Regions from separate parts of the Gossypium arboreum genome. Here region 2 is linked to region 1. The links are chromatin contacts, called in public Hi-C maps. All regions are on one chromosome and are shown on one strand. Each heading gives the region's core, a stretch centred on a gene start, on an enhancer-like site or on the middle of the called end of the contact. The rest is flanking DNA. Distances are from core to core; before and after follow the strand shown. Region 1 holds the start of LOC108486534 (serine hydroxymethyltransferase 3, chloroplastic-like). Region 2 holds the start of LOC108484393.

Evidence for each region. Hi-C and Micro-C count contacts between places; a contact is called where the count stands out from the background.
Region 2: a Hi-C map of leaf shows a contact between it and region 1, with 6 times the contacts expected there. The contact joins the promoter of LOC108484393 here to the promoter of LOC108486534 in region 1. A contact is called at or near these places in 3 of 5 Hi-C or Micro-C datasets (all in leaf).

Annotation. Positions count from the first base shown.
Region 1 is chr6:109,949,669-109,955,686 of ASM2569848v2, reverse strand. It overlaps LOC108486534 (serine hydroxymethyltransferase 3, chloroplastic-like), which reads left to right and starts at 2,507. Exons shown (of 11, transcript XM_017790637.2): 1 at 2,507-2,644; 2 at 2,991-3,403; 3 at 3,494-3,668; 4 at 3,760-3,877; 5 at 3,968-4,080; 6 at 4,191-4,313; 7 at 4,670-4,774; 8 at 4,896-4,982; 9 at 5,071-5,178; 10 at 5,579-5,651; 11 at 5,745-6,018. The coding sequence starts at 3,024.
Region 2 is chr6:110,649,472-110,656,213 of ASM2569848v2, reverse strand. LOC108484393 reads right to left here and starts at 5,146. Exons shown (of 7, transcript XM_017788165.2): 1 at 4,718-5,146; 2 at 4,426-4,528; 3 at 4,183-4,303; 4 at 3,692-3,813; 5 at 3,460-3,581; 6 at 3,022-3,181; 7 at 1,906-2,640. The coding sequence starts at 4,868. The coding sequence ends at 2,568.

The sequences.
Region 1 (6,018 bases), core at 1,258-3,757:
TATTGTTGGTGTACTTGGTAAATATACTTAAAAAATAGAAGGATTAAGGGTGTAAAAGCTTTTGAATTTTTTCAAAAAAGTAATTAAGCTTTTGTTTTTTTACTCAATTGAGTATCTAAATGAGTAAAATGCATTAAAAAGATTCTTTGACAGTTAACATTAATGACCTTTTCTTTTTGTTTTTTCAAGTATCTTTACCATGTGTGACTAGACCTGATCATGGGTTGGGCCACTCGCTCAAGCTCGAAAGCCCACTTAAAAAGTGAGAGGGTTTGGGCAAAAATATATACTTGAAAAATGAGTTTAGACAAAAAAAAGGCCCATTTTCTAAACGGGTCAGGCCTCGGGTAAGATTTTTTTGGCTCGAGCCTGGATTGACCCGAATTTGCCTAAAATTTTTCATTGTTATTTATTGACATTTTAATGTTGTTTTGTTGCCATTTTGTTATTATATTACTATTTTTCTGTTGTTATTGTTTGGATATTGTATAACTCTTGTTTTACAATTAATTTTCTTACTATTTTAGAGGCATTTGCTTACTAAGTTGTAACTATTGTAGTGTTATTTAAATATAAAGACTTTTTCTTAAAATGTATTTTCAATTTGTTGAGAATAATTTATTTTAATATTTTTAGTGTATTTGATGTTTACTTTTTAAAATTTGTTTTTATATAAAAAATAATATAAATTTTTTAATACGCCGGGCCGAGTTGGACTCAAAGTTAGTATTTTTTTATCTAGGTTGGGCTTAAACAAAATTTAAGTCCATTTTTCGAGTTGAGACTTAGAAAACAAGCCTAAAAATTTGCATTAGCTCCACCCAAACTCGATTCATGATCAGGTCTAATTGTGACACTTGAAAATGATAAAAATAATAATAATACAAAAATATTGAGATATTATTTAAAATTTAGAAAAAATATAATATATAAATATATAGGAAAAAAATTAAAGGTTATAAGATTTAATCTCCATCAAGTGTGCGGTGGTGTTGTAATATATAAAATATTTTTAATCCAGTGTATTAATAGTATGAAAGGTGGAGTTGGTAACTTGGTCGTCTCTTCTTCCGCCAGCTTAGTTCATTGGCTTCTTCAATTTTTTTATATTGAAATTACGTTGAATATTCTCTGCTATTATTTGAAAATTTCAGTTTTAAGACATGCCTAAAGACCATTATGGAAGGTCAGAATTTTCGTTTAAACTAGTTTTTAATTGCATAGTTATAGTTAATTTCTTGAGACCTCCTAAATTTGATCAAAACTGATGGAGAATAGTGGAAGATAAGCTTGGAGAAAGAGGAGTAGTTTGAGTAAGTTTGATTGGTGAACTCTAAACCACAATTTAATGATTGATATGATAGATCAATACTCATCGAGAATAGAAAACATACATTAGATTCAAGTTGATTTGATAATTAGTGTGGAGGATCAGAGAAAAAAACTATTTAATTTTTAGTTCGTAAATTCATTACGTTCCAAAATTATTCATTTAAAAAAAATTAAATTGTAAAAGAGAAGGAGAAAAAAAGATTTTAATTGGTGCAGACGGTATAAACGGAGAAAGCCATATAACAATAATTTTAACAATTTAATAATTTATATAAAAACTTTTAAATAATTTAATTATCATTTTATAATTTTTTAAATTTAAGTAACTACAAGATAAATTTATTAACAATTTAGTAACTTTCTACATAGTTTACCCAAATTTCTAACCATTAGCATTTTTGGTAAACCTTACAAATTTGGTTTACACTTTTTTTTTTTCTTAGCATAATTGAAGACTGGCATTTTCATGTAGTTGATTTCCCCCCAATATCACTTAATCAGGACTTAGTAGGACAAGTGGCAACATCAGAGCAGGTACATACGAGTAGATCCAATGGAACAACCCGCATGGAGGTTTTTCAACCCTCATAAGACAACTACCCAAATCTCCGCTATCCAATCCATTTTCGGCGCCGTTCGTCTTTTTCATTTTCTTTTACATTTATTTATTAATTAGGGTTATTCGCTAGATTAGTATTTGAAATTTAAAATATTTTAATTGAAATATTAAAGTGTTAATATTATATTAATTAGATTTTTTAACTTAAATATCAAATATTATTTTAAATTTGACACGAAGTATATTTAAAATAATTTATTCAAATTATAAATACATTTATATTTATTCAAATTATAAATACATTTATATTTGTTACATTGATAGTTTAAATATAACACATTAAAAAAAGTCTTTGTAAAATTTAGTGATAATATCTAATCTTTTATAAATCATCAAATTTAAATTATTCATGTAATAAAAATTTAGATATTAAAATTTTTATTTATCGACTTTAAATATACTTTACGTCAAAATTTAATGTTGAAATCGATGTTAGGATGATGGAAAGATACGATTATACAATATTAATACTTTGATAAATCAAATTCAACCTTTTAAGGTTTATGGATTAATTTAAATTTGGATCATAATGTAGGGCTTATCCTGCAATTAACCCTCTTTAATTTTCTTCTTTGCCACTATACTAAAGCAAACCGCTGTCGACTTTTAGGGTTTTAGAGTTTGAGCCACTTCAATCCATTGCACCCAAAAAGAAAACGCGAGAAAAAAAAAAAAAGAGAATCCTTCCAACAAGTATGCCCTTCTTTCTATATTTCTTGAATTATTCCTTCTTTCTTAAAATTTTGTTTAATTCGTTGCTCTCTCTAATTTTCATATCCAGTTATTGAGATATTTGTTTATTATCTGTATTTTAACTTAAGATAGATTGCTGTTCTTTAGTTTTCGTGTTTTGGCTTAACAGAAGAATTGGTAATGATCAAGTTCTAAAAGGAAAATACCTTTTTTTCTTTTTGCCTGTATCTCATGGGATTATTTAAGTCTTAATAGCTGTTCATTTTCTGCTTTAACATATAAATTAATTGATGATGAATTGAATTTCTTATTTTAATCTATTTGTTATTCTGTTGTAAATTTGCAGGTTATTTGTGAGAAATACTAGTGGGAAGTCAAAATGCAGGCTTGTAATGGAGCTGCAATGATGGGTTCTTTGCAACAGCCCATATGGGTCAAAGGGAATAGACCAATTTTTCCTTTAAAAGGGTATGGTCTTAAGCTCAACTCTGTCAAACCCTGTAGAGCTCAACTTGAAAGCAGCTTGGTTACTGGAAAGCCTCCCTCTTCGGACTCATTCCCTGTGGTCGAAACCCGATTTGTGGACCATGGCCTCAGTGAAGCCGATCCCGAGGTTCGTGCTATTATTAACAAGGAGAAAGAGAGGCAATTCAAAAGCCTTGAGCTTATTGCCTCAGAGAACTTTACATCCCGAGCAGTAATGGAGGCAGTTGGGTCATGTCTCACAAACAAGTATTCCGAAGGACTACCTGGTAAAAGGTATATCGAGTTAAGCTAAATGCATAGAGATGTGATCTTTGTGTTTTTGGATTTATTATTTGCAGCTAATGATCTTAATTTTTATTGCAGGTACTATGGGGGCAATGAGTACATTGATGAACTTGAAATACTTTGCCAAAAGAGGGCTTTGGCAGCATTTCATTTGGATGAAAATAAGTGGGGCGTTAATGTTCAACCATTGTCTGGTTCTCCTGCTAATTTTGAGGTTTATACAGCAATTCTTAATCCGCATGATCGAATAATGGTAAGATACTTCTGCCGAACTCTGCTGCTGTAACTTAGTTCTCTCTGTTCGATAGTGCACATATAAATGATTCTTAATGTAACTGGTATAGGGTTTGGACTTACCACATGGCGGACATTTGTCACATGGATTTATGACTCCTAAAAGACGTGTATCTGGTACATCAATCTATTTCGAGTCAATGCCTTATCGGCTTGATGAATCCACAGGTAACTCATCGTTATTGTTAAGACTTAATTCGTTTAGTGGTTGGTATGCTTGCTTGGTGGTTGATTTGATTTGTCTTAAATTTGGAACAGGCCTAGTTGATTATGACATGCTTGAGAAAACAGCTACCCTCTTTCGACCAAAACTCATAATCTGTGGTGCCAGTGCATATCCTCGAGATTTTGATTATCCTCGCATGAGGAAGGTAAGCATTGATGTGCTTGTTGGTTGTGCTATATAGTCTGCCGTACTTTACTATCATTTAGTGACTTTTTTTAAGCATTTAACTTAATTGGAATTGATATCTGTTGGAAGATCGCAGATGCTGTTGGTGCATTTCTCATGATGGATATGGCTCATATAAGTGGCCTTGTTGCCGCTTCTGTAGTTGCTGACCCCTTTGAATATTGTGATATCGTGACAACAACCACACACAAGGTTTGGGATGAATATTTTCAAATGCTGTCTTGAACCATATGCATGTTAAATTCACTTCACATAGTGCTAGTTTTGCTTGTTGAAACATTAATATTTAAGGTAACTTGAGAAAATCTACTACCTTGTAGCATGGTAAATCTCGCTTGATTCTTTCCCTATTTCACTTGCCCTTGTGTAGCGAAGAATGTCTTCACGTTGTTTTGATCATGATTTACTTATCATGTGCATTAGAATTTAAATAAGCTGCTTTGCCAATAATCTCACTGATACTTGTGTGTTCCAAATAGTACTATTACTTTGTTTGTGTTAATATGTTCGTTTGAATAACCTACTTGATTTTCTTTACTCATTTCCAGTCTTTGAGAGGTCCAAGAGGTGGCATGATCTTCTTCAAGAAGGACCCTGTTCTTGGAGTTGATTTGGAATCTGCTATCAATAATGCTGTTTTTCCAGGTTTACAGGTTAGTTTGATTGGTCTCCTTTGCTCCTATTACTAATCTGAATTCCCCATTCCATCCTTCTGCCGGCTTTCAAGTTATGGAACTAGTTATATCATGAGAAGCATAATGTTTGTATATGCAGGGTGGACCTCATAACCACACAATTGGAGGACTAGCAGTTTGCTTGCAACATGCACAATCACCCGAGTTCAAGGCTTACCAGAATCAGGTACTTTCCTTCAAAGATGAGTAATAAAAAAAAAAAAATGCACAGTTATGTGGTGATTAAGTCAAAATATGGGTACTTCATGCTGCAGGTAGTGTCTAATTGTAGAGCTCTTGCAAGCCGATTGGTTGAACTTGGCTATACACTAGTTTCTGGTGGTAGTGATAATCACCTTGTGCTTGTGGATCTAAGGCCATTGGTAAGTTACCATCTCTGTGAGACATGCAAACTTGAGTGGCATTTAGAAATTGACTCAAAACTGAAAACCTGACTCAACTCGACCAACCTTACACAATTTGGCTATAAAAAGTCAACAATCTGAATCCACCCAACCCAAATACAAATTGATCTGAACTCGAATTTGACCTGAACCCAAAATAACTTGGCGCAAAATGCACTAAATAGCCCCAACCTAAATAACTTGAACCTTAAACTGACAAACCTAAAAATTCAAAAACCCAAATAAACCTGATCAAAACCAACCTGATCTGCCCAATTGACAAGTCTAGAGGCGTAGGATCTCTTGTTTTTTTTATTCTCTTGTAGACACCCTAAACTCCTTTTGCCTCCTTTATATCAATGAACTTCTCCTGCAACAGGGTATTGATGGGGCTCGGGTGGAGAAAATACTTGACATGGCCTCTATCACCTTGAACAAAAATTCGGTGCCTGGTAAGTTCTTCCTTATTCCCCTTTTTTACCATTCATTTATAATTAACTTTTTCCCTTTTTATACCAATCCTTGATACATCTTAAAATTTGCAGGGGATAAGAGTGCACTTGTGCCGGGTGGCATTCGCATTGGATCGCCTGCAATGACTACCAGAGGATTTACAGAAAAGGAATTCACGGCTATTGCTGATTTCATCCATGAGGGCGTGCAAATCACTATTGAGGCTAAGGGATTAGCTTCTGGATCAAAGGTCCAAGAGTTCTTGAAGTTTGTCTCGTATCCTGATTTTTCGTTGACGGATAAGGTGTCCAATCTTCGTAGTAGAGTCGAAGCACTTACCACCCAGTTTCCCATACCCGGCGTATG
Region 2 (6,742 bases), core at 3,897-6,396, 700 kb before region 1:
TTGTGCCTTTGATATCAAAAGCGTCATATTTGACGAGGTCAACCGAAGCACAAAATCGATATTTCAATGATGATACTCTCATTTGATTGGATTTGACAATTTTTTGCCTAATTCTTGCACGCAACTCCAGCAATTGTATGTTAAGGTTGAAAGCCAACCATGCTGTGTTCTCAGATAAAAAATGACCCCATTGCCAGCATCACGGACTTCACTGTAGTAATAAACAACATTATTTTGTCCACTCATTTTCAATGAAATAACCTATTTCACATGTTCGAAACAAAAACATTATGCAAAAAATAGAGTTGTAATTATATATGAGCAACAAAAATCGAACCTTACTTTATGCAATTACGTGTTTACTCAAAATTATGCCTTACGAAATGGCTTGCGAATTTCATCTTCTTGCAATTTTGTTTGCTTGAAATTGCCTTATGGCATTCAATGCTGAAAGCCATACTTTTATATAGTCGAGGTGAGTGACAATTGATTCAGAAAATTTTTCGAGTGAGTGGTAGAGGAAAAACGCGCCCTACGTGGAGCGTTTTCTCACTACCACTCTCAACTCCTACAATTTCCCACTCACTCATCAGATATCCCGAGATTCTCGAGATAATATTTTCTGAAAAATTCTTATCGACCTCAATCTACCATAAGCTACGAGTGATCAAAACTCAATTGCATTCGAAAAAATTGAAAAAACGAACTAAGAGTTAATCGAATCGAGTAGTTCGAGTTTTGATTTTGAATCAAATTAAAATTTACAATTCGAATATATAATTGGTGTAAATATGATTATTGTAAATACTCTTCTGATACCTATCATTTTTCATTTTTGAAAATTACATCGAATTGTGCTCTAAATAATTTCAAAATTTTAAAATAATATTAACTTTATAACTTAAAAATTATAAAAAGTTTAATTATTAAAGTTGTAATAATATATGAGAAACAAATAAATTATAAATTATTAAAGTGTAAAAGTGCAATTATATTGACATGTAATTTCATAAAAAAAATAAGAAACGAGAAATTTTGTAGGAGGGCGAATTAAATTGTATATTTTTTATAATAAAAATACAATTTTACTATTTTAATAACTTCTAGAGAATTAAATCAAATTTTTATTATTTTTGAGGTCAAAGTACTAATTTAAATTTTTATAAATTATTAAAGAGGGCAGGGGAAAAAAATCATTTTACTAGCTCCGCCATGGACAAACCTATCATTTTTGTTTTATACACTCTCTGTTAAGAGAAAACAGATAGAGAGAAGTTTAATATCAGTAGGCAAACCATCCCTTTTGCATTAACTTAAAACCGAAGTAAAATATTTATTCTATAAAAAACCAAAGTAAAATTACTAGGTATTTTGGCAGTAGAATTTTTTAAAAAATAACGGGCTCTTTTAATAATTTTTTAATTTTTTTTTTTTTGGATTTCACTAAATTTTAGTTTTGGGGAATGGGGACATAACATAATCTCAAGGTTTTTATTTCAGGAGGAATAAACAAAATTCCTAAAAAATTATAATTGAACAACCCAAAGAAAATCTGAAAAAAGGGCGTATTGAGTTTTGGTGGTTGAGTTGAGAGTTAGTAGTAGGTAAAGCATGATCATCTATTCATCATATTTCATGCTTCCCTTTTTCCTACCAAATTACAAGCATTTGTTATGATGTCATTTTTCTTATTGAATAAAACCGTAAAACCAATGTCTGAATTTGGTAATACGATATAAGTTGATATGGATGGTGAGACTTCATCTTCCAAGTCATTTCCCCTTACCTAAGCTACCATCCATGAAGGACAATGATCATTCAAGCCAAGGGCTTCCCTTTTACCAGTCTTAAATTGATAAAAGGCAAATAGAGTATGCAAGCCTGTATATGGACACACTTTGGTGATTATATAATAAAACAAATGTGCATTTAGAAGCATCTTGATTTGAAGTTTACTAAGCTCAATTCAAAATTGACATTCAAGATTATCCTCCAACTTCCAACATACCTGGAAAAAGAGGAGGATGAAACCGGGAAATCTTGTACCAATATTTTGAGCATGAATTTCCAAGAAAAAAAAAAAAAGAGAGTAACAATTCATGGTTCATATCTCAATTAGACATTTGCTACATGAAGCTCTCACTAGCATGTCCATTAAGTTCTCCACAGGCCATTGCCATTGTCACAGTCACCAAATCAGTATAATTCATGTCACATTATAAGACTTGTATGGTAAAACTATGAAAAATGGGCAAAAAAAGGAGACACCATGCTAGCAAAATGTATATTATAGTATGGTCACGAATCATGATTTGACACCCAGAAACCAACTCGGTCTAAAGTGCAAATCCGGAAAGGTGGATGGTTAATGGATTCTACTTGCCTTTGTTCTTTGCGGATCCAGAGTAATGCAGAAAGCATGGGAGAAGAAATTTCATCAAGTTCTTCATCAGAACTAAATGGTAATCATGTCATTTGTTGTCAGCTCCCATGGTTCTTCGTATAAAAATTTCTCAATCACAGTGAATGCTGCCATAGGAATGCCTTCATCCTCTTTGAATTCTTCATCAGGGACATTCTTTGATTTCACCTAATCTGTCATGACTTCCACTACCAAGTAAGAGAAAACAATAACTTTTTCTGCAAGTCATCAGCAACAAAATGTAATTTGTATAAAGATCAAATAATTTACAAGGACATCTTGAACTCGATCCATTCATTGCAGTTAAAAAAAATAAAGATGTCTTAACTGCATAGCAGTGTGAAGATTAAACAATCGACTCAAGTAATTCAAACAAACAAACAAAAAAAAGGATAGGATTCCCAATGCAAAGAAATATATAGAACCAAAATGAAACACATTGAGCCCTTGCAAACACTCGGACATTGTAATAACACTTCCAAATGCCTTAATGAAAGAAGCATTTCAGTCATTACATTTGGATTATTGGAAAACTTTGTTCATATGAAATGCTAAAAAGCATCTAAGAATTTCCATTCTGAACCTTAAAATTTGAATACCTCGGGAATCTGCAGCTCCTATGCATAAGCATAACTGTAACCAGAACAGGGGCGATTGCAGAACACAGGTGCTCCAAGGAGTGTCCACTGATAATATAATTATTTGCGCGGTATATCTTCATGTCAGCTAGAGCTTCCATTTTGGCCAGGATGAAAACTCCTGTACCAGATTGTTATCGTATTTTTAAGCAAACCAACATTCTTGAGAGCAAGGAAAGAAAATACAATATACTCCCAATGCTTTTCGAAAACAGAGAGAACGAGAGAGTATCAAATGACATAAAGATTAAAGAAGACAATCCAAAGGAAGCATATTCCATACAGCTCCTAGCATGCTAATTGTAGTAAATCCACAAATTTCTAACCCTTTTTCCACATGATTATTTGCTTGAAGTGGGATTTCCATGTGAGGCGGGAAAAGGAAGACAAATGACATACCTACCGTCCAAAGCCAGTATCTAGAGTGGGTATATTTAGGTGGGAACAAAAATGTCATGATCGGAATAGCAATGCACGGAATTAACTGGAATATCATGCACAACCGAAGATCATTAAATGTTCTGCAAACAATAATCGAGTCTTATTCAGCCAAAACAAATCGAAATCTGAATGACAAGCATTGACCAATTCAGTGAACAGATGAAAAGATCATCTCAAGAAAGAATCAAACCTTGCATAACTCGTGCTTAGAACAGCAAGAACTACTAGTGAAAAAAGGCAACTTAATCCAATTCTTTCTCCGAGTCTCTCGAGTATAAAAGTAGAAAAAAGAGAGGAATAAGCAATCATCATCTGCACATATGTGAATTAATTTGATGTTATGGAGCATTTGACAGAAATATGGTAGTAAAATTCCAAAGGGGCTATGATTGTGGATGAAATAGAATGGAAACTCATCTGCAATTTCTGATTCTTTCTATGTAAAAAGACAATAAAAACACCAAATTAGAAACAAAGCAAGTGAGATTTCAACTATTTGGCATTCAGCAATGAAGCGCAAATTCGAAGAATAGACAAAAATATAATATTGAAGTTCATGGTTTCAACTACGGCAAATAGCTGTGTTAAGAACAACATTTGAATGATGGAAACAACCATCAAGAACCGAAAGCTAGAGGAACAAATAAAAAAAATATAAAGAAGTAAAGTTGCAAGGCTAACCGGCAAGGTGTCCAGCAGTACTCGATTGTCATCAGGCCTGAGATGATAATAAGCAGAACCAAAAGCCACACTAGCAGTTCCTCCATAGAAAAGCAGCCAGCCCCACATCTCTCCTGGCAATCTGCCACCAATCCACCGTCCATAAACATCAGTTAATCAGCAAATGGTCATAAATTTATCCTTTACAAATTACAACTTAAAGAAATCTAATTTTTTTTTAAAAAAAGGGGGCAAGAAAACAACCTTATATTGAAAAAGCTTCCTCCTCCAAGGCAAAGAACAAACCCAAGAACACCCACAATCAGAAATGGGAAATTGGTGATCACATTCAACGTGTTAGGAACTCCTATAAGCAAAACAATGAATGAGGAAACATAAAATTTTGCAAATTTTCCCTTTTAATGTACAATTTTCTCTTCTTCTTTTTTCCACATCCCATCCCATCCCATCCCATCCCATCCCATCCCATCCCATCCCATACCTTCACTTCACTTCACTTGTTTCTTAGAAAACACGATGTAAAAGAAAGAGTTACCTACGAAGTTGCGCATGTCAGCATAGAGATGGTTCCTGTAAGAAAGTGGGATCTTTGGAGTAACCAACATGATGAAAAGCCAACAAAGCAATGCAACTCCCCATGTTCGACTTCTTCCTCTTCCTACCTGTTGATTCACCATCCAAACCATTGTTTCCTCTTTTTTTTTTTTCTTTTTTCTTTGAAAGAAAAACTGTCAACTTTTCCTTCTCTGTTTCCACTGTCTATGTTTGGGTTTTTTTTTCTTATGATCTGCTCTATACTTCCGGGGAATATTTTTCTTCGGCTTTATGTTCGATTTTGCATTTGTTTTCATTCGAATTTGACGATGTTTCATATGTGTCCCCCCCCTTTATCTTCTCCCAACATGGGCTATATAGGCCCTTTTTCTTTCTGAGGCTGTTTTCAGATTACATAGACCTGTAAATAGGGTCCAAAAAAAGAAAAATAAAATTTCTTTCCTTTTGTGAAGGCCCAATCTTGAATTATGGTAAATTTCTCTAAGTTGGCACATGAAGGCATGGCTTTAAGCCTCTTGCCTTTCATTTATTCACCAAACCTATCTGTGTTTAAAATTTCAATTATATTAATCTCGGGTTTAACTTTTAGACAATCTCTCTTCCTTAATCTTTTATACAAAAATAACTTCTTTTTATATCTCATTGAGTCAATCCTTACACAAATTCTCCTTTTCTTTTTGAAATTCATTGAAAACTTCCTTTACATCAACTCAAGTAGCACAGGTGGAAACAAGCATTACAAATTTGGGGAAATTTTTATACGATTCAAACCCTAAATTTGATGTTCACAGACTTAAAATCCATATGGAATCTTACCACTGCATTAGTATTTTATTCAGAACACTGTTATATTATTGATAAAATTATAACCTTGATACAAACAATCAACAATACAATCTGGTGATAAATCTAATTAACTTTCAAAATATTATCCAAGTTAAAGCCTGCAGGCTTAAATCAATATTCATTTTCATTATTATATTATATTTTTGAGTGATTGCTTAATACATAAGCGATAAAATAAAAATTTTTAACTTCTCAACCGGTGTGTAGATCTTGCTACATGTCATATTCACTTATTTATTGCTTTTTTAACTACAATTTAAGGACACATTCTTTCATAAAAGAAAAAAAAATTAAAGACATGACAATACCTCAACTTCACTTGTGGAGTTAAAGATTTTCACCCCTGTTAGTATATCAAATAATTATTTGTATATTTTCAATTATAGATGTCTATATATAATTTGGTTTCAATTCCTCTATTATGATTAAATATTATTATTAATCCTTATACTTTATTTGACATAAATGTCATTAATTAGTCTGAATAGTCATTAATTATTCTTGTTAAATTGTTGGTGTTGATATTTTTTCTTAAAAACATTGTTAAACCAAGGCTGTCCATGACTGATGTTTCGACTCTTGTTCAAACACTTATTCAGACAAGACCTTGGGACAACCGAAGTGATGTGAGATGTTGACGTTTTTTATTTGGGCCTTCTAATAGGATTTTACCATAAGCAAATGGATCCAAGGATGTATTTGTTTCATCTCAACCTTGTGGATCGAAATTGATGGCTTAAAGAAGAGCCGATCGACTTGCTTACTGGATAAGGCTTATCTTATCTTTTAGCCTTGGTGATTTATGTGTTGATTTTACTTGATTTATTGGGCTCTATCTTGGGATAAGTTTTGGAGTTTACTTATTTAGGATCATTATGCTACTAAGGATGCATTTATCTCTACAAAATATAATCAGGAAGGTTGCCTCATTTGGCCATGAATAGACAACTTATTCGCATGAATGGATGCATCTTTTGGAAGTGCTTGTAACAACCTAATTTTAAGTGGTGTCAGAAAATGCAGTTTCAGAACTTCATTTCTGTAAATCGAGTTTGCGAGGATGAAATATAAAGATTAATGAAGTTGTTATGAAAAAAAATTGAAGATTGATTAAGTAATTTAACAGAGAAAATAGTTAATTAAAGCTCAAAGACTAAAT